Linked DNA regions of Hordeum vulgare: region 2 is linked to region 1. A link is a contact called in public Hi-C data. All regions are on one chromosome and are shown on one strand. The core of a region is the stretch at or near the end of the contact, and the rest is flanking DNA. Distances in the headings are between cores, read along the strand shown.

Region 1 (3,151 bases), core at 238-2,737:
AGCTGCGCCCTCGATTTCCTCTCGTGATGTGCAAGGACTGCAAAATCCGCATGGTCCGGCATTTTGTATCGAGGACGCCGGAGAACTACATGCACCATTTCTACAAGTGCACAAATCATGGGGTATGTGCCTGCAAGTTTCGCTTTCTTCTTTAAGCTCTGTTTGTTTGGTACTGAATTTTGCTTTCTCTTTTGTGTATTGGTTCAGTCTTGGAAAAGTGCGTGTGACATGTGGTATTGGGGGGATGAATATGAGGATTTCTTGAGGACATATGCAGTGAAAGAGAAGACGGAAGGAATCATGAAGAGGAAGAAGCATTTCATGACAGGTGGAAGCAGTTATGTTGAGAGCTCTGTTGAGAGGCATTTGGAGGAGATAATTCTGCTACTGAAATGTGTGTTAGTTTATGTAGGATTGTTGGTTCTTCCGATGTTTGTTTATGTGATCAAGCACTGAATGATGTTTGATGTAATTGTAGTGAGTTTTTGGATGTGTGAGTTTCATGTAATTGTAGTTTGGAAGCAGTGAATTAAGTGAAATAAATTCAAATTTGGGTTGTGTGTTGTTAAATTCAAATTTGGGCAGTGCTCTGTTATTGAGAGAGATCATTCTGGAATTGCACATTTACTGTGTTGACACATTTGAGTATTTTCCTAGTATTTGACAGAGATCATTCTGGAATTGCACATTAGCAATGATCAAAGTAGACCTTCGTACCATCTATATAAGCTCTATTGCATCCAGAACCAACGAAAAATCCACCATGAATCACTTCCAGAGAGAAATAATCACTGCCTTCTTCTGCACATTGAGGAAAAATTCGAAATTTCAGACTTTTAACACAACAAAAACCCTAAACCTTGATCTACTAAATCCAACTTCTGCCTATCTAACTCACGATCTAACTCATGAGCAAAAACCTAACTGACCAGAAAAGACAGCATTGCGAAGAAACGGAGAAGAAATCGAACTCACCATACACAGGAATAGGTTCCCCTTCCCGCCGACGAACATGAGCCTTCTCCACCATCTCCGACGACCAAGTTGATCGCCTTGTTGCGCCGCCACGGTCACCTAGCTCGCCGTCGTCAACCACCTCCGTCCATCCCTTCAATCACTCTCTACCAGCGCCGATCATTACCCCAGACCACCGTCGTCGCCGTGCACCTCGAGCTCTCCGTGCCAAAAAGCACAGGAAACACGGGATTAGGACTGGATTGGAATCGTCCCCTCGCTTCCAGGGGGTTGTATGCAATTTTTACATTGAATGCGAGGAGGCACGCGACCAGCTCCGCGGCGTCGTGGGTCCCTCTTACTCGCAACGTCAGCGCCATACGGTGGGCATACGTATCCAGGACCGTATGTGAATATCGTGGACAACTTCGAGGACCGTATTGAAACATTTCCTGACATCGAGGACTGATTCCGACACGGCCGTAACTTGCAGGACTATACATGCATTTTACTCAAAGCAAAAACGCGCACACATGAGCAGAGCACAGTAGCCAAGCAACAGCGAGCGAGCCACAGTCGGTCACACCCACCGCCGCTCCCGATTCCTTCAGTCGCCGGCACCGCTGCCATCCTCGGCTAGAGCTTCTCCATCCCCTATCCCTATATACCGCAATCTCCTTCAGAACCACCGGTCGGGATTGCTGCTCCGCTTCCCAGTCGGAGATCCGCCCGGAGTGACATTTGTATTTCTGGGTAAACCCTAGTCTCAATTGATTTATGTTTTTCTTTCGTCCGTTCTGCGAAAAATCGAGGCTTTTTGAAGCACTCCGTGCGCCTTTTACGCAGTCTGCTGTTGCTAGTGTCTGGGATTTTTTCCCCGTCTGGACGTTTGTGTCGGTGCGACTGCCTCAGAAATTCGGCGGGCGCATTCACCGCTGGTTGTATCTTGTATGCTTGGGATCTCGGAGCTTGTAGGATTATCATTTGGAGCTAGAGCTGGGCGCCGGATCCCTTTGTTTATTTATTATTTATTTTGAGATGCGCCAGAGAACTATTTGATCTTGCTGTCCGGAATGTGCTGCCCGTTGCTTTGTGGTATTTTTAGCGATGTAGATTTACTGCTTCTGTTACCATCTCATACGCCCAATCTTTTGCGCCAAACATTTTCCTAAATTGTAGTGTAGTTTGTCGTGAATACGAAATACATGTGTCGGATAAGAGCTTGGACACCATCCATGAGCTATGCCCAAAGGTGCCATATGCAGAGTTAATTTAGTTTTGTCGCCCTCCATGCTGTTTCAGGTAGTCTAGTGGTTGATTTGCTGGAGAATTTGGAGATAGTAAAGAGGTGATGTGAGCCACAAAGTGAACTTTTTTCTCTGGGCCTAACATTCTAAGGTAATTAACCATTTTGGGAAAGTGTGTATCTCTAATTTCAGTGCATATAGCACTTCCTTCGTTCACAAATATAAGATGTTTTGAACATTTCATTATGGACTACATGTGGACTGAAATGAGTGACCGAACACACTAAAACGTGTCTATATACATCCAATTCACAGAACATCTTATACGTATTTGTGAACGGAGGGAGTACTATGATATGGTTGTGCTTGTAAGTTGAAGCCATGGGAAGGCAAGTGGGAGCTTCTTGATAATATTATCATATAAGTGTAAGCCAAATCCCAAGTGAACTGAAGCCCCAATGGGAGTGAGCTTCTAGGACATGTAAAAGGCAACTCCAGTGAGCTGGTTGGTTTGATAAGCTTAATCCTATCCTAGTTCCTTAAATCTTTGAACGCGATCATTTTCTCTTACCATGTTCCACTTCTGAGAGAGTGGAAACTGTAAAGCTTGTTTTCAGCTTTGCTGTTTTCTGTAGGTAACTCAGTGATTTGGAATGTTTTTCCGAGCTGAAGCAGAGAAGTCTTGGAGCTGGATAATAATAATCTTTTAGGGATATGCTCCAACCAAGGGAAGCTGATGTGCCTGCACTCTTTGTTGTATTTATTGTACTTCCGGTGATAGCATATTTTCTTCTTGGGAGATGGCATGATTCTGTAAGTAAGAAAACAAGAGTAGGTGTGCTTGGCCAGAAAGCTGCAGAAGAAGCCTTCAAAGCGGAAACAATGGCATGCCCAGATGTTATATTGCCAGGACCGTCTCTGAGACCCATGCCTTATTTGAGATCTGTTCC
Region 2 (3,300 bases), core at 523-3,022, 870 kb before region 1:
CCTATCTCTCTCTGCCCTAATGCTTTGACCAAGCCACCACTCTCTTGCCATTGCCCCTCCTCCCAGCGAGGGATCTCTCAACTCCCTTGCAGCACCTCTCGCCACGCCCTCCTCCCAGCGTGCTCCTCTTGCCGCAACAGCAACTGCGGCAGCGAAGCACAGCAGCAGCGGCGGCGGCGAAGCACAGCAGCAGCGGCGGCGGCGAAGCACAGCAGCAGCGGCGGCGGCGAAGGCACAACAGTAGCAGCAGCAGAACGGCGGCGGGAGGGTGCTCCAGATCCACGCTGCCTTAAGGAGGAGGAGGGTGCTGCTTCGACCGGTGGATTAATCGAACCCCTCAGGTGTCCCAGCCGTGTCCTCCCTTTTTTTTTTTTTTTTTAATTCGTAATTCAGGAAATATGGCGGGATATGCGTATCCCAGCGTGTCCGAGCGTATCACCGTGTCCGGCCGTATCAGCACAGGGATTCGGCAACTTCTGCCGTGTCCATGCTTTGTAGGTTAATGTTATGGCTTGATTGAGTTTGTTAGTTCCATCCAGATTGTGCTTTGCAGGTATTATGCAAAAGTTGCGTTTTTATTATGATAAAACTTAGTATTTTTTGTTGTGAATAACATATGTAAGTGTGATGTTGGATCATTAAATTTTTATAGAGGTAGTACGTGATCTTCCAGGTTAATTATTAGCAAGTATACATTCATTGTTCTTTACAAAAAGAAACTAATGCTAAAACTGATTTGGGAACATTCAGAGAAAAAAAATGGCGATCAAAACCTAGCGACTTCATTTTAATTAACTAGGCCAAAACAGGTTCATGGAAACTTTTAAGTTTTGATTGTTTCAAAATTAATACATAAAAGAAGATGTTATACCTGTGCCATTTAAGAGTGCTTACGGACTGAACCAAACAAGGATTATGTGGTTCGGTGTCAGAGAAATATCATTGCATGTACATCCGCACATTATATTACATCAGATCAGCTCATCTTTCAGTACATATCATTATATTAAAAATGTTATATTTCTATGAGAGATTTGAGCAGCAGTTTGCTTGCCATTATAAGGATTCTAATTCCCCATGATAAGGTCGATGAAAGGAACTGGATGGAGATTAAAGGTTACATCAGATATTAATCATTCTCAGTCATTTGTATTTTCACACAAATCACTCATGCTTTCCAGATATTGTTGAATAGTTCTTTTTGCTGAGTACTCATTTTGTTGCTTCCACATGCAACTTCTAGGTTTGTTTGCTGTGCACCTATAGATGTTGTGTTGTTGCAGGTTACCTTGCTGTAATAATATGGTGACTATTCACTGAACAGAAAAATGAGGTTCATGGTGTTCAATATTGTTTGGTGTGCCTGGCTTATTATAAGATTATTTCTACTAAACAAACTCCAATAGTGCAACACTTTGAATAAAGGAACGTCATGTTCACTCATGTTCCATTCCAAATTTGAATAACGGAACGTCATGTTCTTTATATTTTGTTGGTCCCAGCTCAAACCAGAAAAACGCTGAGGTGGTCCTTTTCCATGTGCTTGTGCTTTGATATTCCTTTTTAACTGTGAAGTGTTTCTTTTTGAAGAATCAGTTGGAGTGTACTATCACTATAACACTTGGTTATGTTAATGCAAAATCCTTCAATGTGATGATGCGTATGTCCATGAGCGGGGAACAATTATTTCGGTATGAGTGTGACCCTGCTTGTAGAGTAAAAGGTCATAGTGGCAATGCCGCTTGGACTGCTTTTGGACTTCCATGGTGACACCAGACAGTTCCAAGGCCAACCTGAGCTCCTCCTTGGGTGATGTAAACTGGTGGGCTTCCTCTACCTGAGTGGATGTCAACATGTGATATATATAGTCTCTACATTTCCATCATGCAGATACTTTTTATGCATGATGCTTTCGTGGATTAGGATACGAAGTCGATGCGCTTACCATGATTTTACTTCCTATTTTGTTATTTTAGTTTTCTTTTCCTTTCATTTTCCATTATGTCATTATATCTCAATAGGTCCTACAATGGAGGTTGAAGGGTAGTTTTATTTGAATCATGCTTGGTCAAATCAATATATAGTGGTTTTGACTTTGTGAACAACCAGATCAATTCTCTGGATGCCTTGTGCATATATAATCAGCTCTCATCTTTAGTTTAACTTTGGAACGGGAGTATCCCCTTACTTCCCATTCATCGCATAGATATTTGGTGCTAAACCTATTGTGAAACATGTTTTCTATGTTCATACATGGTTATGTGGGTTCCTATTGTGTACATACAAACGCTTGGAAAGGCACCAAAGGCATGGACCCGATCTAGTTTTGGGTATAGGGCAACTTGAACTCTCACATGCATTAACAGATGGAAAGTAACTGCATTTTAGCCACATCTCATGTAATGCTTAAGATGCGGTTCTATTCTTATTTTAACTGGGTTTTGTCAGGGATAAAAGTGCATCTTATCGTTCGTAAAAGTAGATATTATTACAAGTACATTTAAAGAAGAAGTGAGTATATGTAATTGGGTTAGGTAGTCATAAGATAAATCATGATATTAGAATCATGACTACGGACGAGATCAACCAATAAAAATGATGTTCATCCTTGCTATGCCAGTTTGTTGGTTTAAAACACATCCTACGATCGATGATGAAAAAAAAACTTGAAATAGAACACTCATCGCGTTCACTTTACCTGTATCTGCAACAACTGTTGTAGTAATCTGTGAGTCACAGGTACTCATCAATCTCATTCTTAAAGGTACAAGACTGGCAAAGCTTAATGAGTGAGGTATGGTAAAATGTTGAGGCTGTAGCAAACACTAATAATTTATGTGAGTAGTTAACTTATGAGTACAAGAATAATAAGGAGGATCAAGAAGTGATGTTGACCACTTACGAGTCAAACATAACCCATCGTGTTCTCTTTTGGTTTAGAACTCACGAGTAGATACAATCATGGGTACGCACACGGTTGATGTATTTTATTTGAGTTCACTACAATTTTATTATGACCAGGTGTTCAATAAATGTTTAAGTTGTCACATAACCGTGAATATGACTTTTTAAAAGATTTAACCCTGCAGGGGTGCTCTACTCATGCATCACAAATTGGCCACAAGGTGCGTGGAAAACCTCAAAACTCATAGTCTCTTCGGAATACCTGTGGAAAACCTCAACCTCGAGATAGCCCAAAGTATCCTTGGAATCCTGGTGCACAAGATGTTCGAGAAAGGTAAAATAAATTCAGCAAGGTCGCTCGACGTGTCGACGAATCTTATAAGAGCCGCATATTTC

What was found. A called contact is a pair of places that touch in the nucleus more often than the background predicts.
Region 2: a Hi-C map of leaf shows a contact between it and region 1, with 1.9 times the contacts expected there. The contact joins the enhancer-like site here to the promoter of LOC123404566 in region 1. A contact is called at or near these places in 2 of 6 Hi-C or Micro-C datasets (both in leaf).

The regions. Positions count from the first base shown.
Region 1 is chr6H:238,864,453-238,867,603 of MorexV3_pseudomolecules_assembly, reverse strand. LOC123404566 (ubiquitin carboxyl-terminal hydrolase 15-like) reads left to right here and starts at 1,487. Exons shown (of 14, transcript XM_045098504.1): 1 at 1,487-1,707; 2 at 2,837-3,151. The coding sequence starts at 2,916.
Region 2 is chr6H:239,737,228-239,740,527 of MorexV3_pseudomolecules_assembly, reverse strand. LOC123401075 (a long non-coding RNA gene) reads left to right here. Exons shown (of 3, transcript XR_006611024.1): 1 at 1-1,822; 2 at 3,090-3,238. Among protein-coding and RNA genes, the nearest start is that of LOC123401075, 4.4 kb to the left of the region's middle. Within about 2 kb of position 1,772, at least 2 of the 3 cell types and tissues checked have open chromatin away from gene starts, as enhancers often do. A contact at or near this core is called in leaf, where this site is marked.